2 separate regions of the Capra hircus genome follow, and region 1 is linked to region 2. The links are chromatin contacts, called in public Hi-C maps. All regions are on one chromosome and are shown on one strand. The core of a region is the stretch at or near the end of the contact, and the rest is flanking DNA. Distances in the headings are between cores, read along the strand shown. Region 1 overlaps PAFAH1B1 (platelet-activating factor acetylhydrolase IB subunit alpha). Region 2 overlaps METTL16 (methyltransferase-like protein 16).

Region 1 (5,815 bases), core at 2,933-5,432, 200 kb before region 2:
GATGTCTGTTAGTTTTCTTAAGCCAACTGGAAGAAACGTCCTTGACATCCATGAGATTTCCTCCTGAGCACTGCTTAGTGATGCTCCCTCCCGCCCGCTTCCCACCCCTCTACAGGCTCCCGGTTGTGTTCTGAACATGCGCCCCTTCTTGTAGCCTTTATCCTGTGAACACTAGTCATGTGGCTCACAGCAGACGAACGTGGGGGCATCACCTTGTAAAAGCTGAGAGGGGATCAGGTTTAATTACAGTTGTCCAGTCACCTGAGAGGCCCATTTGTCATGGTTGATCCCTTAATCTTATTAGCGATGGCCAGTACCTCTTGACAAGCCAAATGACAAGGGGTTGTTTTATAAAAGACGGAGAGGTGTGAAATCTACGCTTTCTCCTATTGGTTGATAGGGTTCGATGTTTCACGACAGGGTGAACAGTGGCATCCAGGAAGGGTTAGTGTGAGAACTGGCATGCAGGTCTTCATGGAGATGAGGTTGAAGGTGTGTGAGCCACGCCCACCTGCGCCTCCTCGTGGCCCCCAGGCTGGCCTTGCACTTTCTGCTGTCCTGTCCTTCCCTGGTTGCATTTCTTTTAACATGGTGTTAACTTTTGCAACTTAAAAAGTAGTTTTAAAAGACTTGTTATTAAGTTCTATCATCTGTCTCCACTCACTCCTGTCCTCCAAACTCAGTTATTTTTGGCCGCACCAAGCTCCATGGAGAACTCCCCAGGGATCAAACCCGTGCTTCCTACAGAGGAGGGGTGGAGTCTTAACCACTAGATCACCAGGAAGACCTGTTTGTTTTTTCTCAATTGAAGTATAGTTGATTTATTAATACAATGTTGTCTATCTGGTGTACAACAAAGTGACTTATGCATAGATAGATCTATGTATTTTTCATATTCTTTTCCCTTATGGTTTATTAAGGATATCAAATATATAGCTCCCTGTGCTACACAGTGGGGGCTTCCCTGGTGGCTCTGAATCTGCTGGCAATGCAGGATACCTGGGTTCCATTGCTGGGTCGAGAAGATGCCAATAGGACCTTGCTGTTCATGTATTTTATTTATGATAGTTTGTATCTGCTAATCCCAAGCTCCTGATTTATTCCTCTCCCACCCCCTTTCCCTTTGGAAACCTTTGTTTTCTATGTCTGAGTCCATTTCTGTTTTGTAAATAAGTTCATTTGTGTTGTATTTTAGATTCCACACACAAGAGATATATGGTATCTGCTGGATTTTGTGGCAACTGTTTTACCTTTTAAGGAACCACCCTGCTGTTTTCCATACTAGCTGCACCAATTTACATTCCCACTAATAGCATGGGGTTTTTTTCCTTTTCTCCACGCCCTCTCCAACATTTATTCTTTTAATCTTATTTATTTATTTGGCTGCATCAGGTCTTAGTTGCAATGCACAGGATCTTCACTGTGTCACATGGGATCTTTCATTGTGGCACACAGACCTTCTAGTTGTGGCTTAGTAGCCCCTCGGCATGTGGGATATTAGTTCCCCCTCTAGGGATCGACGGAGAAGGCAATGGCACCCCACTCCAGTGTTCTTGCCTGGAGAATCCCAGGGATGGGGGAGCCTGGTGGGCTGCTGTCTCTGGGGTCACACAGAGTCAGACATGACTGAAGTGACTTAGCATCTAGGGATGGAATCAGCATCCCCTGTGTTGCAAGGCGGATTCTTAACCATTGTACCACCAGGGAAGTCCCGGTAATCTTTTAATGATGGCCATTTTGACCAGTGTGAAGTGATTATAGTTTTGATTTGCATTTCTATTAACTTTGTTGAGTATCTTTTCATATGCTTGTTGGCCATCTGTATGTGGGAAACTGTCTATTTAGTTCTTATGCCCCTGTTTTGATTGGGTTGTTTGGTTTTTATGTAATTGAGTTGTATGAACTGTAAATTTTGGAAACTAAGCCCCTGTCAGTGGCATCATTTTCATTTCAAATGTGAATATTGTGAGAACTGGTAGACTTAGTTGAGTAATTCCTACTTAGCCTAAAGGTGAGAATAAGGTATCCTGATGTGGCCTGAGTATTTTCTGGTCCCTACTGGAAGCAATCAACACTAGCAATCAAACAAGGCATGCATGATCAGGATACATTATAGAGGACCAGGGGGCCTCCTCAAATGGAAACTACATTAAACAGGCAAATCCATTGATTAAAGAACTCACTGAGATGCAGGCCATTCAGGGCACAGTTACCCTAAGAATAGTCATTTCGGATAGAATGAATGAGGAGCCTTTCTGTGTTGCCAGTGTGGGCAAGTTGTTATCGATTCCCAGCCTCTACCTACCCCATTCCTAATGGTCACCCCACAGTGGAGTTGGCTGTATGGTGACAGAGAGGGCCTCAGGGGTGGGTGGGATGAGAGTCTTTCCTGTATTACTAAAAGTAGGTTAAAGAATGTTTGTTTGAAAGATGTCAGAAGGCCCTCCCTACACTTAGTTAATTAGATGCTTATGCTTAATCTAAGCATAACCAGTTAAGGGAAAGAGCTAGCATTTGGGTTCAAGTCCTAGTTCACTTTTTAATTAGCTCCAGCTCCATACCCTTCGCACGTGTATGGCCTCACCCTAAGTGAGCCTGTTTTCTTGTAGGTAAAAATGTGCTAATATCCACCAGCAGGGGGAGGTCTATGTGAGGAAGAGGATGTGTTGAGAAGTGTTGACACCTGACAGGCATTCAAATTTTGGATATCGTCACTTCAGAGGACTGGTGACCCAGTGGGGATGATGACAAAGTGTTTTGAGAAAGTAATGGTTTTTTATTCTTAGTAAGAGTGATCTCAAAACATTCCTAGGAGTGTCTGCATGATATGTCTAAACAGTTTCAGGAAAATGCAGTCTTTAACTGTGAGTATGGCAAAGTGTTGAACTTATTCACTCAAAAATTCACTTTTAGTTATGTTTCTGATATGGTGAGGAAAAAATGAAGTGTTTCCATTCAGCCGCTTCATTTACTGGATTTATGTATAAAAGATCTTGGAAAAGCAGTTCTTTACTTTGGTGTAAGAGAAAATCCTTGCCCTTTTTCCTTGAATATAATTATCCCGTGTTTACATAAGAAATAATAAACTGGAGATGGGAATGGGAAGAAAAAAAATACAAAGGAACAAGCCCATGTGTCAAACCGTCAGTGAAAAAGAGGTCTGAGTTCAAACCCCAGCTGGAGGGCCCATGGACCACCAGTGACTTGTCTTAATGTTTTCTTCAATGAAAATGTCGTTCAGCCATTTAGATCAGTGGTTCTCAAACTTAGCAGAATCAGAATCATCTGGATGGTTACAGTAGATTTGCTGGATCTCACCTGTCCATTGGCTTCCCAGGTGGCACAGTGGTAAAGAACCTGCCTGCCAACGCAGAAGATGCAAGAGACCCGAGTCCAATCCCTGGATTGGGAAGATCCCCTGGAGGATACGGCAGCCCACTCCATTATTCTTGCTCGGAAAATCCCACGGACACAGGAGCCTGGCGGGCTATATAGTCCATGGGGTTGCAGAGTTGGGCACAACTGAGCACACATACACACACCACCACCACACCTGTCTAGAGGGCTGCAGAGTCACACAACGGAAGCGATGAAGCGTGTACCCATGCACCGTCTCGGATATAGCAGGTCTAAGCTGGAGCCTGAGAACTTGCATTTGTGATGAGGTCCCAGGTGACACTGGAATGGGGAGCGCAGAGTCACTTTCCTCAGCAGTGAATTGCCCATCTATTCGCAAGACAAGGTTCACCAGACTAAGGGACAGAGCTGCCACACCCAGGATACAGCACCAGTTCTCCACCAGATCTTCCTGACCTCACCCTGTCAGGAACACACGCAACCATCAGTCTTGTTAAGCTTGGTGTGTGACAAACCAGTAGGTTCTGAACAGCTAAGTGCACTTCAGGATAGTGACACTCAAGCTGGAACTCCACCTTGAGGGAATGTGGTCAGGCTCATCTGAATCTGACTAGGGGAAAAGAACCCTGTGAGGAAGTTGAAAAGCTGCAAAACCCAGGAAACTCTTATCTTCGAGCAAAGTTCTTGGTGCTCTTGGCCCAGCCTCTCATTTGGAGGAGCGGGGGGTAAAGAAGCCACTTTCCTAAAAGGCAAGATGACAGCTGGGGTGTAAGAAGCCACTACATCACCAACTTGTCCTTTGCTGAGACCTCGCAGGTGCCCTAGACACTATGGATGCTAGCTGGGCAGTAGCACAGGGATGAAAAGACAGCGCATAGAAAGCCGTGGGGCATCTGGGGGAAAGGGTGGGGATTCTTGGTACATTTCGACCAAACTTAAACAGCATTAGAATAGACCCTCATGCTGGGAAAGATTGAGGGCAGGAGGAGGGGGTTACAGAGGATGAAATGGTTGGATGACATCACCCACTCAATGGCCAGGAGTTTGAACAAACTCCAGGACATGGTGAAGGACAGGGAAGCCTGGTGTGCTTCAGTCCATGGGGTCACAAAGAGTGGACACAACTGAGCAACTTAACTAGTTATCTCCAAGAATCCAAGACCACTGGACAGAATAAAAAGGCCCACTCATTAGCAAGCAAAAGGCAGTCGAGTCACTTCTCCCCGGGGGCCCTGACCGCCACTCCAGGACCAAATCCTTGCAAGGGGGTTTTAAAATGTCCTTCCTGGCCTCAGCTGTAGCCAGTCAGAAACAGCTGCTGGAGGGAAGGGCAGAGCCTTAGAAAATGGCCTGAAACTGCTCAACCCAATGGGTTGTGCGAGCCGCTGCAGCTGCACGCCTAGCTCTCTCCCACAAAGCGGGTGGAGGAGGCAGACAGCAAAGGCAGAGCTGGCTCCGTCCTAAGGCAAGGCCCTGCTGCCCTGCCAGCAGCTTGCTTTTTACTCTCCCTGTGACTGGTGCTGAACACAACCCTGCTTCCTACTGGGACTCAATTTAAAAGGTTTTTAATCTGTGCACAGAAAGACCGGAAAAATAAAAATCACATCTAGTTTTATAGGCATTTAATAGTTTACCAATTGGTACAATAAGATTTTTTTAATATGCAGAAAACATGAATAAATCTTGTTTTACACAGTCTGAGAGCAACAAATCTTACTGTAAAACACAAGAGCAATATTATATACATTCCTTTACTGATTTTTTTTTTAATTGTGTCAATATCTTCAGTTAACTCTTACAATCTGGGGAACGGTTTTCTCCAATCACCACCTCTGTAACTGTTCGTTCGCATGAAATCAACGTTCGCCTTCATGTCAGTGTCGGGATCAACTTCTAAACTCGAAGATTGTGTGTGTGTTTCTACCATCTTCAGAGTGAGCTTTAGGGACGCCTGAAGTATAGGCAGGACAAGAAAGCAGCTACTTACATGATAGAGTGGAAAGATTAAAAGGCCAGTTCAGTCCAGTTGTGACTTGTAAATCCAGCTTGCCCTCCCCCCACCCCACTGGAAAAGACTGAAACCTTTTTCACCGATTTTGTACATGTTGCTTCTCTTACCAGGTGATTCTTCTTTGCATCACCTAGATTAGTTAACATACTGGATTTATATACAGCTGGACAGAGAATAAACTATCTTTTCAGTGCTGTTTCCTTCGACAATTTTATTTTCAGTTGCTTAAGGATTATCAAGCCACCACTGTCAACAAAACGAAATATTCTTCTAAATAGTTTTTCTTTAAATAAATTAAAAAAAAAAACTATTTAATGAGTGATATTATCTGGAAGTTCACATAGAAACAGAAAGAGGCAAACAGGAGAGCAGGGCACTGACAGTAAGGAGACTGGGCTTGGTGACCTAGAGCCAAAGCTTCCGGGGAGACGACAGCGAGCGCCCGCA
Region 2 (5,828 bases), core at 2,191-4,690:
ATAGATGGGGTGTGTGAGTGTGTGGGGTTCAACTTTGGTTGTGTTCATTCTGTATATTCACTTTATGCTTTTTTCCTCCGTGTTGTCACAGGAGTGTATTATTTATCCTCCTCACTTGTTCACGATGTATTTCAGCCACAGTATTAGCCTTTGTTAGAGATTCCCAGAGAATCCTCTGTGGACCTGGAAGCACATAAGAGGTGTCTTATGTCTGTGTATGTTTGGTGCCCCAGGTTTGAGGCTTGGTGCAGTCGAAGATGTTTTATAGTTTAAGCTAATGCTCTTAGAATTTAAGAAGCATGTGGCGAGAGAGCCTTCCACTGCTGAAACTGTGAGTGCCGTTTTTGCATTGGTGTGTCTTCAGTTCCTTCTCTGAGAAGAATAGTTTATTTCTATCTAATGAGAGAACATTGAAACATTTTTAAAAGACATTTAAAAATCCTTTCACTTACACATATACTTTATAATTGTGTGATATGGGGTAGCCTATACCTCTGATAAAAGGGGAAGATGAATTTTTTTTTTCTTTTTTAAAGAAATAGATTACTGACCTGTGTGTCATAATGTTGAGTGATAACTGCCTAAGTGTCTGGAGGTCAAGTTCATGTTGATGGATTGGTATGAAATTCAGTCTTTGTGATATTATCTTAAATTCTGTTCTGGTCCCTGGCCTGGGCGTCTGATCTCTTGATAACCAAAGTGGGAACAGAAGCAGGACTTGTTTTCCAAGGAGGGGAATAAGCTGCTTTTGTTCTTTGGAATCTGTTTTGCTTCCAGCAGTGGGTTTCTTCACCCCGCATCCTTGCCCAGCTGTTCACACACCAGAGCATCACTGCTTGTCCTCACAGGGTCTGTGTCTCTGTGGTGGAGTTTCAGCTAGTCTTAAGGGAGTGTGTGGGTGATATATACTTATAATTTTAGTATGTATTTTTAAAAACATGAAACCTGTCAAAGCTTACCATATGAGTACACCAGCTTCTAAGCTCTGACGTGTAGTAAAATTGCAAGGGATGGAAAAGATGCAAAGGCCTTTAGAAAATTGTAGGCCTCCTAAAAGAAGCCCCTCCTTCTTACTTAAATCCAGGTGTTTTCCGCTGCGGCCACACGAGGGCGTATGTGGCTTTTTTTTTTTTTTTTTTAATCAGCTTCACGGTGGGCGTGGATAAAATTGTGTCCTTGGTATTTTCCTGAAATAGCCAGTCACTACTCAGGTAAATATTTTTTTGTAAGCAAGTACGTTTTTACGTTAAAAAAACTTAGAGAGATGAAAGAAAGAAGGAAAAACTCACCACCCTGTGGTCTGGGCATAAGTTTTCAACCTTTTTATGTTTCTTTATGGTCCCAGATGATTTAAAAATTGTTTTTCTTTCCACCTGTCTTACTACTCTAAAATAGACCCAGGCTGTGTTAGTCCTTTGGATCAACTTGTTATTGGTCTCTAGTTGGTGCTGGAGGGGGACGTTTCATGATTTTACATAGTAAGTTATCCAAAACTACTATTTGTGTCGCAGGAAGAATAATAGAGCCTTAAGAAAGAAGCTGCTTTCAGCATTCCTAAGGAGTGCTCTGACAGAAGGGAAGTCTCAAAGGCGCAACACTTTCACAGCCACATCTCTTGCAGAAGTTGGCACTCAGGAGAATCAGTTTGCTGAATGGGCATTAAGCCCAGTAAAAACCCAGAGGAGGCTTACTAGTGAGGATGGATTGGCCTCTGCCTCCTGGAGCAGGGCGTTGATGGTCTTGAACCGTCTCATGCTTCCGGGTACAAACCTCTTGGTGCTTGTGCCAGCACCGTATTAAGGAAGGCTGCGGGGGGCTCACCCTGCAAGCAGTGGGACCTCACACACATACCAGAGGGTTCCTGCTCTGCTCTGCAAAGACATTCAGATCCTCTGCTGTGACTCACCCAAATGACTAAAACAGCAGTTTATTTTTTTAATTGCTGGTTGGAACAGCTAATGCTGCCTTTCGGAATGGCTAATGCTGCCTTTTGGAGGCTTTGCTTTTACTCCAGGGGACCATGTTGTGACTGAAGGCCTTGCACCTCTGAATGGTCTCTGAGGTGCAGCCTTTTCTCTGCTCCTCTCCCAGCCTGGCAGAACCTTTGGGGACTCCAGGCTGTCTTCAGGGAAGCGGGGGATCACGGGTGCTGATTAGGAGCCAGGGAACTGAGAGAACGCGGAGTGGGCCAGAAAGTGCAGGGGCCTGGAAAACAGAAGCTCACAGACTTCACAGTTCATCAGACCCGAGTCTACATTCCAGTTCACTTACAGGGTCAGTCATTCTCACTGAGGCTTGACTTCGTCATGCAAAAGGCGCTGGATTCTCACTTCCAGGAGTCGTGACAGCAGTTAAGTGAGAGGAATACTAAAGCCCCTTGGAAGAGTCCATAAACAAGGGGTAGGCTCATTGCTTCTGAGTTTCTCTTGAGTTTTCACTTTCTGGTCAGAACATCTTCTATCAAGGGACTCAGGTGAAAAAGCCAAGACCTCAAGTGTGTCAGTGCAAGTATAGACTGCCACTCTGACCGAGAGCAGAAATCCAGACTGCTGTGTAGTGGGAGGATAAACAGGCAACCAATACTGATTATCAGTCCTCTATGTCAGTTGTCTGACTTAACCCCGCAAAGAGGCGTGGAGTCCCTGTGTGCTTTGTAAAGAAGTGGCAGCTCAGAAATGCCTTAAATGACTTGCCCTAAGGTTGTTTACAGGGACTTGACCTCAGGTCCAGAGATAGGAGACGGGTTTCATACCAATCTCCATCTGTCACGAATGCTACACTTAGGATGGAAGTGGACTCCTGGGCTCCGTGGACCCATCTTTAGGGAAGGAAGCTTGGACAATACGACACAGGAAAGAGAAAATAAGTCTTAACCAACTCTGCCTTTGAGCATTTGAAGGTCATATTATTTTCCAGCCTTTGATCAGTGAGCAAGCTTTAATAAAATGAAATTGCTTATAATTAGTTCTTAACTTACACTACCAAGTCTTTATAGAATTTTGTATTTGGCAGTAGTACAGATAATTAAGTCGATAGTGAAGCCACAGTCTAGTGCAAGCACACTTTGGATCGGAATCAATGTAAAATAACTGATAATTAGCTAATGACTCTTTGACAACGCATAATTATATAATAAGGGGAAGAAGGATTTTTTTTTAAAAATATTAGGCAGCATCAAATATTTCACTTACAGAAAGCAAAACTGATAGACTTTCAGATCTTGCTACAGAAGGGTAACAGTCATCGTAAAAAATAGCAAGTCGTCTTCCCCAGGTAAGGGAATGGACCGTGTGAATCTGGAGAAAAGGAAAGGCTGCCTGCCATCTGGTGGGAATTCAAGGAGTGTGGCTGAGAGTGGAGGAAACGGAGCCAAGAAATTCCCAGCTGGGGGATCCTTGGCCAGCTCCAGCAGCCAGCCTGCCCCCAGGGGAAGCTGCCCTGCGAGCACTGCTGAGCCTGGGACAGTGGGTAACCTGCCCCCCCTGTGTGTGATGCCAGTGGCTCCCTGTCTCTTGCTGGGAAGTGGGCATTCCCAGTCTGGTCAGGATCCCTAATTGAAGTCTCTTTGTCCCAGGGTTTGCCTTCAGAGGGGTAGATGTGGGGCTTCTGGAGCAAACGCTGGCCTCTGTTTTATTAATGGACACTTTCATTCCCAAAGGGAAGTATTTCCTCATCTTCTACCCCAGGGGCCAGACAAGAAGGGCTGGAGCTCCCACTCCCACTGGTGGGGCACTGCTGCTCTCAAGTCACTTGTGTTTGATGCCTGCTGGTTACTGCCGAGCAGAAGTAGCTACCCAGTGATGCTGGGTCTTATTTCTTGAGGAAAGCCGGAAATCCAGACTTATGAGAAGTTTCAGTTCAGTTCAGTCGCTCAGTCGTGTCCGACTTTCTGCGACCCCATGAATCGCAGCACGGCAGGCCTCCCTGTCCATCGCCATCTCCTGGAGTTCACTCAGACTCACGTCCATCGAGTCCATGATGCCATCCAGCCATCTCATCCTGGGTCGCCCCCTTCTCCTCCTGCCCCCAATCCCTCCCAGCATCAGAGTCTTTTCCAGTGAGTCAACTCTTCTCATGAGGTGTCCAAAGTACTGGAGCTTCAGCTTAAGCATCATTCCTTCCAAAGAAATCCCAGGGTTGATCTTCAGAGTGGACTGGTTGGATCTCCTTGCAGTCCAAGGGACTCTCAAGAGTCTTCTCCTACACCACAGTTCAAAAGCATCAATTCTTCGGTACTCAGCCGCCTTCACAGTCCAGCTCTCAAATCCATACATGACCACAGGAAAAACCATAGTCGGCAAAGTAATGTCTCTGCTTTTGAATATGCTATCTAGGTTGGTCATAACTTTTCTTCCAAGGAGTAAGCGTCTTTTAATTTCATGGCTGCAGTCACCATCTGCAGTGATTTTGGAGCCCAAAAAAATAAAGTCTGACACTGTTTCCACTGTTTCCCCATCTATTTCCCATGAAGTGATGGGACCAGATGCCATGATTTTCGTTTTCTGAATGTTGAGCTTTAAGCCAACTTTTTCACTCTCCTGTTTCACTTTCATCAAGAGGCTTTTTAGCTCCTCTTCACTTTCTGCCATAAGGGTGGTGTCATCTGCATATCTGAGGTTATTGATATTTCTCCTGGAAATCTTGATTCCAGCTTGTGTTTCTTCCAGTCCAGCGTTTCTCATGATGTACTCTGCATATAAGTTAAAGAAGCATGGTGACAATATACAGCCTTGACGTACTCCTTTTCCTATTTGGAACCAGTCTGTTGTTCCATGTCCAGTTCTAACTGTTGCTTCCTGACCTGCATACAGATTTCTCAAGAGGCAGGTTAGGTGGTCTGGTATTCCCATCTCTTTCAGAATTTTCCGCAGTTTATTGTGATCCACACAGTCAAAGGCTTTGGCATAGTCAATAAAGCAGAAATAGATGTTTTTCTGGAACTCTCTTGCTTTTTCTATGATCCAGCAGATGTTGGCAATTTGATCTCTGGTTCCTCTGCCTTTTCTAAAACCGGCTTGAACATCAGGGAGTTCACGGTTCACGTATTGCTGAAGTCTGGCGCAGGCAGCTGCGAGCCGGCTCACTAAGCGCAGCCGAGAGGAGCTATAAGAAGTTTACTTGACGGTAAATCTTTACAACAAATTCAGTATTCTACAAAAACCTGGTCGACCATCAGTTTGTGGCCTCTCCTACCACCAGCTGCTAGAAGTTACCTAAATATTTGCTGCCTCCACTCTCCTAACTCATTTATTTCAGCCACTGAAGTCTGGTTGCTGCCTCCCACCTCTTAAAGAGTTCTCACCTCTTAACAGGGAGAATCCCAAAGATTCCAGTAGCCATGGGCCTGGTTTGTGCTTTTCTCTCACTCTTGGCCAACCTTATCCACTCTGTGACTTTATACTGCTCACTCCTGCATTCTTCACACACAAATCTAGGCCTTTCCTAAACTTTCACCCTCCACATGCCTCACCTCCTATTGGACATCACCCCCAGGACCATGGCTGTGCTAACTCAACTGATCTGCACCTGCGTCTCCAGTACTCTCCACCACATTCAGCCCGCTGTCCAGAATAGAAATCTCTGCTCCTCCCTCTCCTTCACCACTAGGGTCTAAAAATCTTCCACCTGAGAAAGATCCTCCCAATTCCAGCCCAGCCTCTTCTTCCAACCCTGGTGCCACCACCACCTTAGTGGCCTTCTGCGTCTCTCGCCTGGACTGTGAGGGTAGCCTGAACCGTTTCTGGAGGGTTTCAGAATTAAGCAGCAGGAACAGCAGGTTGGGGAGGGGCTGGGGAGAGGAGTGAAGAAACAGGAAGGAAACCAGGATG

What was found. A called contact is a pair of places that touch in the nucleus more often than the background predicts.
Region 1: a Hi-C map of blood shows a contact between it and region 2, with 4 times the contacts expected there. The contact joins two enhancer-like sites. A contact is called at or near these places in 2 of 5 Hi-C or Micro-C datasets (blood and liver).

What each region holds. Positions count from the first base shown.
Region 1 is chr19:23,367,163-23,372,977 of ARS1.2, reverse strand. It overlaps PAFAH1B1 (platelet-activating factor acetylhydrolase IB subunit alpha), which reads right to left. Exons shown (of 12, transcript XM_018064414.1): 12 at 4,965-5,815. Among named protein-coding and RNA genes, the nearest start is that of CLUH, 25 kb to the left of the region's middle. Within about 2 kb of position 4,182, at least 2 of the 5 cell types and tissues checked have an H3K27ac peak or open chromatin away from gene starts, as enhancers often do.
Region 2 is chr19:23,169,498-23,175,325 of ARS1.2, reverse strand. METTL16 (methyltransferase-like protein 16) reads left to right here. Exons shown (of 10, transcript XM_005693325.3): 10 at 1-2,961. Among named protein-coding and RNA genes, the nearest start is that of MNT, 10 kb to the right of the region's middle. Within about 2 kb of position 3,440, at least 1 of the 5 cell types and tissues checked has an H3K27ac peak or open chromatin away from gene starts, as enhancers often do.